5 separate regions of the Mus musculus genome follow, and all the other regions are linked to region 4. The links are chromatin contacts, called in public Hi-C and HiChIP or PLAC-seq maps. All regions are on one chromosome and are shown on one strand. Each heading gives the region's core, a stretch centred on a gene start, on an enhancer-like site or on the middle of the called end of the contact. The rest is flanking DNA. Distances are from core to core; before and after follow the strand shown.

The links. A called contact is a pair of places that touch in the nucleus more often than the background predicts. HiChIP or PLAC-seq counts read pairs in DNA pulled down with a chosen protein or histone mark.
Region 1: a contact with region 4 is called in an H3K27ac HiChIP or PLAC-seq map of extraembryonic endoderm stem cells. The contact joins the enhancer-like site here to the promoter of Zfand3 in region 4. A contact is called at or near these places in 2 of 39 promoter capture datasets (HPC-7-derived erythroid cells and liver), 3 of 484 Hi-C or Micro-C datasets (CD4 T cells, liver and nephron progenitors), 14 of 115 datasets of contacts at active chromatin or transcription factors (bone marrow-derived macrophages, cardiomyocytes, embryonic hindbrain and 10 more) and 3 of 9 other capture datasets (adipose tissue, liver and pancreatic islet).
Region 2: an H3K27ac HiChIP or PLAC-seq map of extraembryonic endoderm stem cells shows a contact between it and region 4. The contact joins the enhancer-like site here to the promoter of Zfand3 in region 4. A contact is called at or near these places in 1 of 39 promoter capture datasets (hippocampal neurons), 1 of 484 Hi-C or Micro-C datasets (nephron progenitors), 8 of 115 datasets of contacts at active chromatin or transcription factors (bone marrow-derived macrophages, embryonic hindbrain, embryonic stem cells and 5 more) and 3 of 9 other capture datasets (adipose tissue, liver and pancreatic islet).
Region 3: a Hi-C map of double positive thymocytes shows a contact between it and region 4, with 6 times the contacts expected there. The contact joins the enhancer-like site here to the promoter of Zfand3 in region 4. A contact is called at or near these places in 1 of 39 promoter capture datasets (the HPC-7 cell line), 2 of 484 Hi-C or Micro-C datasets (B cells and double positive thymocytes) and 4 of 115 datasets of contacts at active chromatin or transcription factors (embryonic stem cells and memory CD8 T cells).
Region 5: a contact with region 4 is called in an HNF4G HiChIP or PLAC-seq map of pancreatic cancer cells. The contact joins the enhancer-like site here to the promoter of Zfand3 in region 4. A contact is called at or near these places in 3 of 39 promoter capture datasets (the 3T3-L1 cell line, HPC-7-derived erythroid cells and hippocampal neurons), 10 of 115 datasets of contacts at active chromatin or transcription factors (embryonic basal ganglia, embryonic forebrain, embryonic hindbrain and 6 more) and 1 of 9 other capture datasets (adipose tissue).

The regions. Positions count from the first base shown.
Region 1 is chr17:30,134,836-30,137,535 of GRCm38.p6, forward strand. It overlaps Zfand3 (zinc finger, AN1-type domain 3), which reads left to right. Exons shown (of 6, transcript NM_001356265.1): 3 at 488-670. Among named protein-coding and RNA genes, the nearest start is that of Zfand3, 130 kb to the left of the region's middle. Within about 2 kb of position 1,251, at least 43 of the 459 cell types and tissues checked have an H3K27ac peak or open chromatin away from gene starts, as enhancers often do. A contact at or near this core is called in extraembryonic endoderm stem cells, hepatocytes, liver and 1 more, where this site is marked.
Region 2 is chr17:30,154,062-30,156,761 of GRCm38.p6, forward strand. The region is part of intron 4 of Zfand3 (zinc finger, AN1-type domain 3); the gene reads left to right. Among named protein-coding and RNA genes, the nearest start is that of Zfand3, 150 kb to the left of the region's middle. Within about 2 kb of position 1,435, at least 8 of the 459 cell types and tissues checked have an H3K27ac peak or open chromatin away from gene starts, as enhancers often do. A contact at or near this core is called in extraembryonic endoderm stem cells, where this site is marked.
Region 3 is chr17:29,768,446-29,771,145 of GRCm38.p6, forward strand. No RefSeq gene overlaps it. Among named protein-coding and RNA genes, the nearest start is that of Ccdc167, 53 kb to the left of the region's middle. Within about 2 kb of position 1,411, at least 83 of the 459 cell types and tissues checked have an H3K27ac peak or open chromatin away from gene starts, as enhancers often do. A contact at or near this core is called in B cells, double positive thymocytes and memory CD8 T cells, where this site is marked.
Region 4 is chr17:30,003,625-30,006,324 of GRCm38.p6, forward strand. It overlaps Zfand3 (zinc finger, AN1-type domain 3), which reads left to right and starts at 1,415. Exons shown (of 6, transcript NM_001356265.1): 1 at 1,415-1,684. The coding sequence starts at 1,614.
Region 5 is chr17:30,258,704-30,261,403 of GRCm38.p6, forward strand. The region is part of intron 9 of Btbd9 (BTB (POZ) domain containing 9); the gene reads right to left. Among named protein-coding and RNA genes, the nearest start is that of Zfand3, 260 kb to the left of the region's middle. Within about 2 kb of position 1,443, at least 19 of the 459 cell types and tissues checked have an H3K27ac peak or open chromatin away from gene starts, as enhancers often do. A contact at or near this core is called in adipose tissue and pancreatic cancer cells, where this site is marked.

The sequences.
Region 1 (2,700 bases), core at 1-2,500, 130 kb after region 4:
TGTAAACTAAATGCAGCCCATTTCTTTTCGCTGTTGTGGTCATTTCTTTTACATCTATCCTCATTACTGATAATATATGTGCACCCACTGATTTCTGCCATTTTTAATGTGTTTTTTGTTTAGGGAGCTATTTTTTTGTGCTGCTATTTTCCTTCTGACCTCTCACCGATAGGTCTCAATCTCCCCCTCCCCTTTCTACTGATTACTCTTAAGAACATCTTTGTGTATTCAAAGTTCAGTATTAAAATCAATGTCTATCCTTATCTGAACCACAGAGGGTGTTAATATATAACTTGAAAGTTTAAATCATGCCCGTGGTTTTATGTTTGCTTTTTCATCAGCCATTCACTTCTGCACTTTGCTTTTAGTTACCACAGTGGCCTTCCTCCATGTTTCATGTGACTCTGACCCTAACATTAATGTTTTCTAGTGGTTGCTCTGATGTAAGGGCCGTAATTAACCAGTTTTCTTACCCTTTTTTCTGTAGATTTTCAAAAGAAACAACCAGATGATGATTCCACCCCAAGTACAAGTAACAGCCAATCAGATTTGTTTTCCGAAGAGACCACCAGTGACAACAACAATACCTCTGTAACCACGCCAACTCTTAGTCCCAGCCAGCAGTCGCTCCCGACAGAACTGAATGTAACTTCACCGAGTACAGAGGAATGTAAGTCTCTATCTGTGAGAGCCTTAGAGCAGCCCAGGAGCATCAGCGTGAGAGCCTTGCTCAGGAAGGCTTAACTCAGATTCTGTTTAAGACAAATGTGTGGGTGTGGAATGCTGTGCTGTGCAAGTCAGTAAGTGCAGCCACTCCAGAGAAGGTGAGGTCTTCTTAGGACTAGCCTTCCAGCGGTTATCAGCTCTGCCTTCACATTAGAACTCACTGGGGAAATTTAAAGCAATCTTTTTTATTGCATTTTTGAAAGACTTGTGCATGTAGTGCACTTGCATGGTTATCATAGAGGGCAGAGGACAGTGTGCTGGAGTCAGTTCTCTGCTTCCACCAGGATTGGAACTCGGGTCATCAGGGCTGCATGACAACATGGACATATTTCATCAGCTCTCCACCGAGGATTTAACAAACAATTTTAGTTTTTTATTATCATCCTTGAGCCTAATTTAACTCTTCAAAGAGAAGGAAGCTCAAAGATTCAGCCTTTAAAGTCTATGGAGAATTCTGCTGTACAGCAAGCATTTAGAATCACCAGTCTTGGGAACGTCAGCCTGACCTAGACTTAGATTGGACTCTTGCCTCTGCTAACTGGCCTTGACTAAGTTTACACTTAGGTAATAAAAGCACAGGCTGTGTGAAGAAAGTAGGAGATACTTTTATTCTTGTTTAATATTTTACTGCGTGCATTTGCGAATGTGTGTGTTTTGAATATGAGGATGTAAGCGAGTAGGTATGTATCGTTCTCTCCTGTTAGGCTAAGGGGCCTGGGGATTGAACCCAGTTAGCCAATCCTGTGTATAAGTGCCTAGCCATACCACTGGTCCTCTTGTTACCCTTGTATGTGATACATAGTCGTTATAATGCTACAATGATTTCTTGTGGGACACAATGTAACTCATAGTATTTGCCTCTTATGCTTTCCTTAAGGTTGGAATTTATGTTTCAAGCTTAATGGGTATTTAGAAATGTAATAGTTTAGGTTATCAAGTCTACTAATTTGGGGAAGGTTAGCAGGGAAAAAAATAATTTGTTTAATACTTTCACATGTTATTATATTCAGTTATATTGAGAATATAAAACAGAAGATCTTTAGAGAGTTTATTGTTTAGCAGGGACATTCAATTTAAATCAGAAGATGGCAAAGAGGAGTGATTATTCCCCTTTTTCCTCTCAAAGCAACGCAATGCTGAGAGACGAGAGGACTGCTAACATCTTATATTGCACAGGACAACTCTACACTGGAAGTGATCCAGCCCAGTTCTGTCCGGATGCTGGGGTTAGAAGCCGGACACATTCTGTGTATACTTAATGTTAGTAGGTCAGCGTTTGTAGTAAGTGTTATTGAAAGGCACTGGCTTACTCAGAAATGGTATTGAAGACAGAATGCTGTGAAGAGACACTTCACACATGTAGTGTGAGCTGTGGAGGAAAGCTGCCTGGAGTTTCTCTTGGGTAGTGACTTCATTCATGGAGAATGAAGTTGGAAAGTTAATGATTACCAAGCTTGAATGAATGTCCAGTCAAGCTACTGGGACTTTGAACAATAGCTGTGGTTCTAATGAAGAGACAGTGATAGTGTCACTGTCCTTTTGAAGGAGCAATCTGACAGTATTGTGAACAGGGATAGATTATAGCATTCCAGAAAAGGAGATTTTAATATTATAACTTGTTTAATGGAACTAGGAAGGGTGTGAAAATCATTTCAGAAGAGAAGAAGGATGTTAACAGTGTGTCAAGGAAGTAGATAATTTTGCTTCCTCCTTTCTAGTTTGGATGGCCTTTCCTTCCCTTACATAATTGCTTTCGCTAGGACTTATGTAGAGTGCTGTATAGAGGTAGCGTAGAGTAGAGTAGAGTAGAGAGCCTTCTTGTCTTCTTTCAGATCCTAGGGAAATGGATTCGACTTCCTCATTGGTTATGCTGTTTGCTGTGTGTTTGGCACATATGGCCTTAATTGTGTTATTGTATTATCTTTTCTATATGCCCCGTTCATCAGAGCTCTTATTGTGGAAAGTGTTTATTTC
Region 2 (2,700 bases), core at 185-2,684, 150 kb after region 4:
TAATTCAGTCCTTTTAAACTCTCAAACAGAAGCAGCATAAACTGTTTGCATGTGCAGCTTCAAGCCTCAGCTCCTGTGCATACAGTTGATGAGTGCTTGACTGCCGCACACTGACTCAGTAGCATACAGCTGTGGATGCTTAAAGAATGTGATTTACTGTTTTCTTCCAAATGGCCATCTTTGAGGCAGAGGTGTGTGTGATTGTCCTGGCATGCCGTCATTACTCCTGTGCACAGTGAGCAAGCTCTGCCAGGAGAGGGGTTTCTCTGCCTGATGGAGGCACAGAACAGTTGCCTGGAGTGTTGGGAGACCAGCTCTGCAGGTGGTTCTCATTATGAAAAGGATGGTGGGTGCTCAGGACACTGTGGCTTTCCTGAGTAAGATGACTGATGAGTAGTCAGTCCCGCAGGACTTGAATGTCAGTCTTGCAGATGCTCAAGTCTGTGTTGTATTACATTACACTTTACGTTTCCATTGTATGCTTTTTTGTTTTTTTCTTTCTTTCTAACTTACAGTAAGAAAGCTTGTCATTGATTAAAATTTGGAAAAAACAAAAACACAGATTTGGTAATAGTGTTTAGTAATGTACTTTATAAATGCTATTTCTAAAACTAGGTCAGTTTCTTTTTTTAATTTTGCTTCTTACAAAATGTGTATGTGTGTGTGTTTTAAAGTAAGATGACATTTTAAATTTGTTTATCATCTATAAAGTGGAATGATAAGAATTTCTCACAAGGTCAGTGTAACAAGAGGATTATTTGTAGCTCACAGTAGATATTGAATAGTTCATTGTTGTTATTTATAACTGTAGTAGTTTTTTTTTTTAATGTTATCAAAATACCTTGCCAGAATAAGATAGGAAAGAAAGATTTAAGTCCAGTCCAGCAAGGAGGCTGTAAGGTGTGGGGCAGAGCCTTCTGCCATAGTCACAGCAGCACCAGACGCACACAGGGTTCCATGCTCTGAATTCAGCAGCCACCTCAGCTCAGATACACAAATGCTGGAGAGGGCTGAGAACATGAGCCTGTGGGGGATGGAAGCCAGAGTGTTCTGTTTCCAGTCCCTAAAGACAAATGACCAACCTACAGTCAAACATGGATTCAGTCCAACTTTAAAAGTCCCCAGTCTTAGCAGCCTCAATACAATTGAAAACCCTCAAATCTTATCTGAGACAGAAGGCAGACTTGTAACTGTGGCACCTGTAAAATAAGATGTTCCTCAAAAAAGTACACATTTCCGATATCAAGTTAAGCAGAGTAAATATTTTTCTTCCTAAAGGGAGGTAAGTGGCTATAGTAAGGAAAGAATGGCAAGGCCAGAAATCAGCAGGGAAACCTCCACCCTGTTGGCTTTGTAGCCACCATGCAGGGCTGTGGTAGCATCTGAGCCCCGGCAGACATGGGCAGCTCTGCCGTTTGCAATCCCTTGTAGCCTTTTCCTCAGACAAGCTCCGGTCAGTGGCTCCAGCTTTGTTGCCGGCTCCTGCTCCTGGCATCCCTACTGTAACTGCCCGGCGTTCCCTGCTTGCCAGCTGCCCCTGCTGCTGATCACCTGAGCTCAGAGGGGCTGTGAGTGACTTTTCTTTAACCATAGCTCTGTAATTCTTGAGTTCTGTGTGCCTATAAAAAACCAACACCAGTGGATGGTGCCAGGTTCTGCCAGCTTGGGAAGTCGCCAGGTCCCCCTCTTACCACAGCTGAGTCTGTGCTGGGTGGCTGTAGTCTGTGCTGGGTGGCTGAACCCTACCTACCTGGCTCAGTCTTCAGGCACTCAGATTTTAATGTCAGTCTCTAAAGAGTGTGAATTTGCCTTTTTCACTTTGGAATCTTTGATGAATGGAGCCTTGCCCTCAAAGCATCCTTTCTATTGTCTCATTTAAAGTTGTGAGGGTTTTTTTTTTTTAATGATTTTAACCCCTCCCCCTCCTCCCTTTTTTTGTTTTGTTTTGTTGAGACAAGGTTTCTTTAGTCTTGGCTGCTGTGGACCTCTGTAGACCAGGCTGGCCTTGAACTCAGAGAACTGTCCACCTCTGCCTTCTAAGTGCTGGGACTAAAGGCGTGAACCAGCACCACCAGGTGATGGTGTTAATCACCTCCATAGCTCAGTTGGTCCCCAGTTCTAAACAGTGTCATGTTCTTTTTGCCAGGCTGTGCCTTTATCACATCCTCCTGCCTTTTGCTTTGTTTTGTCTGTCTCTGATTTTTCACTCTAAACCCACTGAATGTAGTGAGCAGTGGCCACACCACAGTGTGTTACACTCTCTTGAAAAGTTGCCTGTGCCAGATAAATTAATCTGTTGGTTTGTTTGCTCTTTTTAAAATCAGCTTCTTTCGAATATTCAGGACTCAAGCAAGATGTAGTTAGATTGTTTGACATAATGTTTGTGGTCCAGTTCCCTGCAGAGTCCCATCTGAAATCCTGAGAGCTCAGTCTTTACATCTCTCCATTGGTCTTAGACTTCCATCAGAATGGCCGCTAAAACTCTGTTGGCCCATTCTAAATTCCTCCCTACTCCTTTTCAGAGCAGCCCACAGTCTCTTGCTCTGCATTACTTTCTCACCACCGACCAAATGCCCATGAGAAAAAGATAAGGGAGGGAAGGCTCATTTTGTCGCACTGTTTTTATAAGTGTCAGTCTCCCATGGTGGGAGGCTGGGGGAGAGGACCGTGGCTGCTGTTCCCATGTGCTGGATCCGGAAG
Region 3 (2,700 bases), core at 161-2,660, 240 kb before region 4:
CTCATGCCTCTGGCCCTGCCCAACGCTGGGATTGGAGATGTTCATGCTCGCTGGGGATTCGGGCTCGGGCCTTCCTGCCTGTGCGGCAGACACTTTACCCACTGAGATGTCTCCCCTGCCTCTGCACTCTGCGTCTTGGCTCTCTTTGTCCCTGCCTGCTCTGTTTGCACCCCCACATCTTCTGGGTCTCACCCCCTTGCCCTTCTAGCTGAGACAGCCCCTCTGTTTGTCACCAGCTCGTGCTTAGAGAGCTCACAAGGCAAGTGAAGAGAAAGGGAGGGGATTCTAACACCCCAGCCAGAAACCTGAAGCAAGTGTCGGTGGTGCAGTATCACTGCATAAACACACAGCTGTCCCCTTTACCTCCTCCTGGCAGAAGGGGAGGACCACAGGGGAGGACCACCAGGGAAGGGAGACTGGAAGAATGAACCCAGAGCAGAGATGAATGGTGGGGCCCCGAGAACCAGGCAGAAGAGCTGAAGGCAGCAGTCAGGACAAAATGTGGGTGCAGGTGTCCATGACAGCAGGCACCTCGCTAGGGACTTTCGACATTGATGGCTGGGCAAAGGGAGTTGACATAAGTCTATGACCATGGGATGTGTGTGTGTGAGTGCGCGAGTCTGTGTGTGTGCATGTGTATGTGTGTATGAGAGAAAAGAGAGAGCCTGTGTGTGCATGCATGCATGCATGTAAGTACACATACATAAGCCAATTATATGTAGGCATGACAGTCATTGATACAATTTGCTGAGAACTCGCTGGGGCTCCCAGCCTCTAGGTAGCACTTCCTGACTACCCCTGTGGTTGGAAGGGCCATGTGACCAGTTCTGGCCAATCAGCATTCTTAGCCAGTAGAATTTACTTTTGTGTCTCAGAGGCATGCAAGATCATGTCTCCTCCCCCCCCACTTCCCGCCCCGGCCCCGCAGGTGTGAGCTGTAGCATTTCCGACAGCCTGCCTGGGTCCTGGGGCTGTTTATGATGAGCCAAGCCCAGGAGGGCCTGAAGCGTGAGCCAGAACTGAACTTGGCGGTTTGATCTGACTCCTTACTGCAGTGTAACTTGGCCTACCCTGTCTGATACAAGATCTCATATGTTTACTTAATCATGTACGTGTACCCAACGTGTATGAGGAAGAGTACAAATCTCTGTGTCCTTTAGATTTTATTTAAAATTTCATGTTTGTGTGTGCGTCTGTGCTGTTGGGAGTCACCTTTCCCTCCACCGGGTAGGTCCTGGAGATTGAACTCAAGTCATGCCGGTTCAGGACTTGGCGGCATGTATCTTTAAATCTTTATCTGATAAACCACCTTTCCCTCTGCTGTGTTTCTGACACACACACCCAGCCTTGAGCAAACCGAAGACATCCCCTCCTCCCACCCCCTCACACCTCTCTTCACAGTGAAACATGGGGGTGCGTGTGGCTCTAACTCCAGCAGCCTTGCCTCTGCAGCTGCTCTCACTTCCCCGAGGGAGCCTAAGGTGGCTTTTTCACCGACTTCCGGTTCCATTTCTGATCCCCATATTGCTGGCAGAATGATTCACTCTGGGGTGGGGATGGCGACCTGAACTGGGGCCACTTAGAACTTTGCTGTTGGGACCATCAGGGAAGCACAGGTCTTCCCTTTGGGATGAGAGGGGGCAGGTCTTACCAGGGAGGGGTGCGCAGTCAGGTAGATGGATGCTGAGAGGAAGAGACCACAGGGTGTTGGCCTTGGCGATGCCCGATCTTACTAATGATGCTGCCTGTGGTCACTGTAAGATCCTACCTGGGCTAGGATCTTACTGTTTGATTGATTGATATTGATTGCTTGATTGGGACAGGGTATCACGTGTCTCAAGCAGGCCTGGAACTCACTAGGTGGCTGAAGATGACCTTGAACTTCTGATTCACTTGCCTCGAGTTCCTAAATGCTGGGACTACAGATGTAATCCCACGCCGGTAGTTTGTGCAGTATGGCAGATTGAACCCAAGCCTTGTGAATGCTGGTCCCCTACCAACTGGGTTCAGAGCCGGTCTGGGGTGGATGTGCTGGGGAGAGCTGGCATCTGCCAGGACCATGTCCTGAACCAGCACAAGTTGCATCTTTGTGGCTGGCCCTGACCATTGAAGTAAGTCCCTCTTCCCTGCCTGACACAGACTAAGAGGAAAAGATTCCTCCCCTCCATTTTTCTTGGATCTGAAAAACCAGAAGTCCCTCTCAAGGGGCCAGAGAGATAACTTTGTGGGTAAAGGCACCTGTCGCCAAGCCTGACAGCCTAAGTCAAGTCCCAGGAACCACATAATGGAAGGGCAGAACCAACTCCTACAAAGTTGTCTTTGTTCCTCCAAGCCCATGTCTTAGCAGGCAGGCAGGCAGGCAGGCAGGCACAGACAGAGAGGCAGACACACACACACACACACACACACACACACACACACACACAAATGTAATAAACACATTGTTAGATCCCCTTCAGAGTCTATCCACATCTTTTCTAGTTTTAAGGGACGCTACTACTCCAACGGATTGCATGCCGGGGAGGGGGCACCCCTCTTTAAACTTTAGCTGGACAGTTAGCATCCCTCGCCGGTTTCTCTCCTCCCAGCCCACACCCTCATTAAACTGTCCTTGAATGACTCAGATGGAACGACCCCTGCTTCCTGCCAAACTGGATCATTAATAAGATGTCTAGTAGGCATGACGTACTGTTGCCAACT
Region 4 (2,700 bases), core at 165-2,664:
CTGATATAAAGGAAAGGAAAAGTACTATTTGGTAATAAAGTTAGTCTAAGTAATATTCTCTGGGGCTGGGTTCCCTTGGAGTTGAGAGGGTACATGGTAGCCTTCCCGTAAGTTCTGGACTTTTAAGTTGGCTCCAAACCCCTTAAGGTCAGGTCACTTCTCCAAGAGTTCTGGTGGACGTTTCTTTTGTGTTCAAATTAGTGATCGCTAGTGGACTATTCTGGTCACCGCTGACTGGAGAACAGAAAGAATTTAGGACTGTGGTAAGGAATATTAAAGAATTCTTTCAACGGCTCAAGTTTGGCCACTTATTAATGTCCAGTAGGGATCAAGTTAAATCTTCTCCCCCAAACCAACCATATTTACCCCAGGGAGGTTTTCCAAATCAAGATAGTGGGAGTGGACCTGGGGTACTCCAACTGAGGACATCAGAGGGGTGAAACACTTGGGCAAGTTCCTTCTGCCCCACGACTTGCTATCTAGAGATGTTCCTGAAATTCATTTATGGCAGGACGGAGGCCACTTTTCCGGGGGAACTGTCTGAGTGGGTTGGGAGTAGGGGAAATGGGAAGCGAGATTCTCCGGCGGCTGGCAGTTTGGGGAGGAACGCTTCGCGGCACTCATCAGGGGCGCGAGAACAGTGGCCTTGAAGACCCAGACGGCCAGCGGTGAACGCAGGACACCTAGGCAACTTCCGGGTTTGGAAACGCTCCACCCAGCTCTGGACAGACTACCAGGTCTCCAGGCGCATGCGCCGCCGCTCTGGGACCGACCCAAGTCACCCCAAACAACTAATTGGGCCCCCGGCCCGCTTGGGGCGTACCATTTGTCTCAGCTGGGGGGTGGAGGCAAAGCTCCCCCACAGGACTCTGAAACCCGCTCTCCTTCCTCAGCCAGGAGCGCAGGCTAGCTCTCGTAAAAGTCCTGGGAAGATGGAGGGCTGAGAGGCGGCTCGCACGAGGAACTCGGGAGGAGCACGCACCGCCCAGCCTCCGAGGCTCTGAACAAAGTGGCACGCCCGGATCCCAGCTGATCCGTCGGGCTCCGGCGGCGGCGGTGGCTCCCCCGGGCGAGACCATCGCGCCGCCTCGGGAGGGGTGTCCGCCTCGGGGAGGGGGCGGAGCGGCCATTGTCCGGTCAGCGCAGTCTACGGGGCGGGGGAGGGGATTACGGAGCGAGCGGGGGCCCGGGGCGTCACAGCCGGCCGCTGCGACTCCACTGCCGGCGGGGGCTACGGGTTCCTCCCCACCCAGCCCCGGACCCGCCAGCGCCGCCGCACGGGACAGCGCCGTGGCTGGGGGGCGGCGGAGAGAGCCGCCAAGGCCGCCAGATCTCCCCGGCTCGCACGGCCCAGCCCCTCCTCCGCAGCTCCCCTCCCTCTCCTCGCCGCGCCCCCCCCCTCCGCAGGCCGAGTGGTGCGGCCCGCCTCCAGCTGACCCGCCTGGAATCCCGGCTCGGAGCTCCGGACTCGCGCCCGCCTGCGCGCCCGCTCCCTCCCCCTCCCCCCGCCCCGCGCCCCCCGCCGCTGCCGCCGCCGCCTCCGCTTCCTCCGAGGGGGGCTCAGGCCCAGCCGCCGTCGCCTCCGAGCTCCGCCGCCGCCGCCGCCGAGCACCATGGGAGACGCCGGGAGCGAGCGCAGCAAAGCGCCCAGCCTGCCGCCTCGCTGTCCCTGCGGCTTCTGGGGGTAAGTGTGGGGGCAGGGGCGCGGGCTCGGGCCTCGGGGTGGCGGTGGGGACCCGAGGGAGGCCAGAGCCCCGGGAAGCTGGGCCGCGGAAGCCGGGCCTCGGGGGAGCGGGCGGGGACCGCGGCCTCGGCCTGAGGAGGGCTGCGGGAAGGGGACGCTGGTGGGGGGGGGGGGAGGAGGAAGAAGAGGAGGAATAGGAATAAGAGGAGCAGGAGGACCAGGACCGCTCGGGCCGCGCTACCCTCTGTGGGACTCGCTGGCCCGAGGCCGGCTTGGGGTGAGGGGCCACGGGTGAGCCGGAGGGACGAGGTGGCGGCGCTGGCACTTCTGACGGGGCAGGGTTGCCCCTTTTCCTTTTCCCTTGGCCTGTGGAGGCCAGTCCGCCTCCCCCTCATCTTGGTATGAGTTGGTGCCCAGCCATCAGGAGGGTATTTCCTCTGACTTTTTCACCTCCCCTCCTCCCTGCTGCTCCCCGGGAGATTTGCATCATCACTTCCTAAATTATATCTCAGTCCCCATTTGCTTTTAGGAAGCTGTTCACACGTCATACGTTTGAACAGATCCAGGGTCCAGAATTTGGGCTTGGGGTGTAAAGTTAAAAGGCATTGTTGAGGGTCTTACTTTTTAATCTAAAACATGTTTCAGGGAGTCTGTAAAATTACTCTGTCCAAAAAAACCCCTCCTCCACCACCACCACCACCACTACCACCACCACCACCACTATCACCATCATCACCACCATCATCATAACCACCAGCAACAACAAACAACAACAAGGAATCCCCCAAACAGATAAACACCCCTACCCAACTAAACCGAACCGAAAACAGAAACTTCTCAACAGAACCTCCAGCCAGCCTAGCTTGTGGAATGTGAGAGTTGCCTTCCTTCCTTGGCTCTCAAATTCTCTTTCCCTATTAAAAATTTTCTTTTTAAATGTTCACTACACAGAGTATAGAATTCCATGCCTCATTAGGGTGAGTTGGGGGAAGTTACAAATAGATTAGATAGATAGA
Region 5 (2,700 bases), core at 193-2,692, 260 kb after region 4:
CACCATGGTTCTCATGCACTGCTAAAGTTAACCACTGAGATCACCTCAGAAGGCCAGTGACAGAAGAAAGACTGGCATGCTCATCTTGTCAGCAAAGACCCAGGCCTCAGATACCCACATATCTGGAAAACGTCACAGGAGAAATCAGGCAAGGAACGATAGCCACAGGTACCCAGAGCCAATGCTTGCTGCTTTAGCATAGGCTTTGCATAGGTGAGCTTCGGTTTGACCCTCTCTTCTGGCCTCAATGGGCACCAGGCTCAAATGGTGCGAGTAAAACATTCCATACATACAAATAAAAAATAAAAATGACTCTTAAGAGAACTGGAAATCCTAATGCTATTCAAATGATCTACACAAACCCCCATGACAACAGGCTGGGCTAGAAACCAAAACCCAGGAAACAAGTGAAAATCTGGCTACCAATAGCACTAGGACTCTTGGGATTTTGGTAGCAATTGAGTTGTTCTATGCACGTTTGATTAAAATTGTGCTTCCACCTGGGCCAGTGCACTTCAGGCACAGACTCAGCCTTACATGCAGAGGGACCATTTCAATTGGAGACACGGCAGGAGGAAGGAGACGGGATGTCCAGACTCGGATCTGGGAAACAAGGGGCTTCAGAGATGGCTGGCCAGGAGGACGACAAGCACAGCCCTGAGCAGCCCTGCAAATGTGGGGTGCAATCAAGGGCTCCATGGGCACCTGCCCCACCTCTCTGCTCAGCAGCTGAGCCCTGGAAAGATGCTTACTATTTTCATTTCTAATAACAGTCCTTGTGATCTATCCATTTGTCCTGGGATTTGAACACTTTTTTCTAACTGATTGTTTTAAATTTCTAATTATTTTTAGTTAGCATACAAAATGAAGCGTATTCATTGTGACATTTTTATACACAGATTGTTGTAGTTTGCTTATATCCACCCTCTGCTAGCCCTCTTCCCCTCCCCCAATGATGCAAATCCTCTTCCTCCTCCTGTTTCCTTTATGCCTTCATGTTCTCAATCCATTATGAGAGGAAACATGAAACCTCTCTTGTCCCCTCTTAGTCTCTCTTGGTCCCCACCCTGGCTTTACCTCCCTCCTTCCTCTTCCTTGTAACTTCAGTGGACACTCGAAGCAAGCTCTTCAACTCCAGGTTGCTTTTACTTGAGAAGGGGGCAGTGGACAGGAGTCCTCTGTGATGTATGTATGTATGTATGTATGTATGTATGTATGTATGTACGTACGTATGTATGTATGTATGTGATGTACACACTGTCTAGAGTGTGGGAGTCGCCATAGGCTCACACACTTGAGTGCTTAGTCCTCAGTTGGTAGGGCTGTTTGGGGAGGCCATGGACCCTTTAGGAGGTGCAGCATTGCTAGAAGAAGTATGTCACCAGGGCAGGCCTTTTCAGGGTTTATACCTCCCCCGCTTCCTGCTGTTTCTCAGTTCCCTGTATACGGCTGAGAGGTTGCCAGCCAGCTTTCTGTTCTGCTGCCAGGCCATGCTGTCCTGGCCATGAAGGATTCTATTCCTCTGGGAACATAAAGCAAAATAAACCCTTTCTTCTGTAGGTTGTTTCTGTGCATTATCACAGCGACGAGAACGCAGCACATCAGGGAGTGGTCTGCTCTTTCCCTCCTGACTCCTCCAGCACACAGAGCTTATCAACCTGCTTTTCCATTGAACAAATATGATCTTCCGTGCCAAAAAGGCAAGATGGCAAGGTCACCTTTTGCTTTTTTGTTTGTTTGTTTTTTGTTTTTCGAGACAGGGTTTCTCTGTGTAGCCCTGACTGTCCTGGAACTCACTCTGTAGACCAGGCTGGCCTCGAACTCAGAAATCCGCCTGCCTCTGCCTCCCAAGGGCTGGGATTAAAAGCGTGCACCACCACACCCGGCCGGCAAGGTCACCTTTTAAATGAGATGTCATCTTACAACTTCTGCCTCTTCTCTGACTTTAGCAAGTCACAAAAGAAGGTAAGAGTCAGGACAGACATCTTCAGGAGGATTCAGTCAGAAAACAGTGCCTAGTGACCACAGAAGCACCAGGGCTCATGTCACAGGGATCCACGAGGCCTCTGTGACATCCCCAAATCAATAGCTGTTGGTCTTGTTCATGGTAGAACCATTGAGAGACCTACAGAAGGAAATGCATGACTAAGTGATTCCAGGAGACAAGAGGAGGGGCAGCATGACAAGCAAGCTTAGATTGTTAGAGAAGGATGTGCAGTCTTACGGACCTGGGATCAGCAAGGAAAGGCAAAAATGTTGACACAGAGGCAAGGGAGGTTACAGTGTAAAGCTTTTGCCTATTTATATTTTAAATGTATTTTCTGGTGACTAAGAAAATTAAAAATCAATGCAAGCACTCCATCAAATCTTGAAAGCCTGTGACTTGGGTGAGAAAAGCAAACAGCATGACGAGACACGCCCCTCCCCCCATCAGTAAGGGCACCGAGTCATGGGGTAAGTCCCCTTTATACTTAAGATGCAATCTCCCGTAGGAAATTTAAAACAATAACTTGAGACTTGGCAGTTTTATGATCCAAGCTATTGAGCTAGCTTCAAGATGCACTAATCCCTTGAGAAAAAGCCAGGACACAGTGGAAGGCAGCTCAAGAACGCACAGCATCATTTACTTGTACACGGCTATCTTAGAACTGTTTATTTGCCTTTGACACTTGAGGACAAGAGTAACCATTACACATTTTG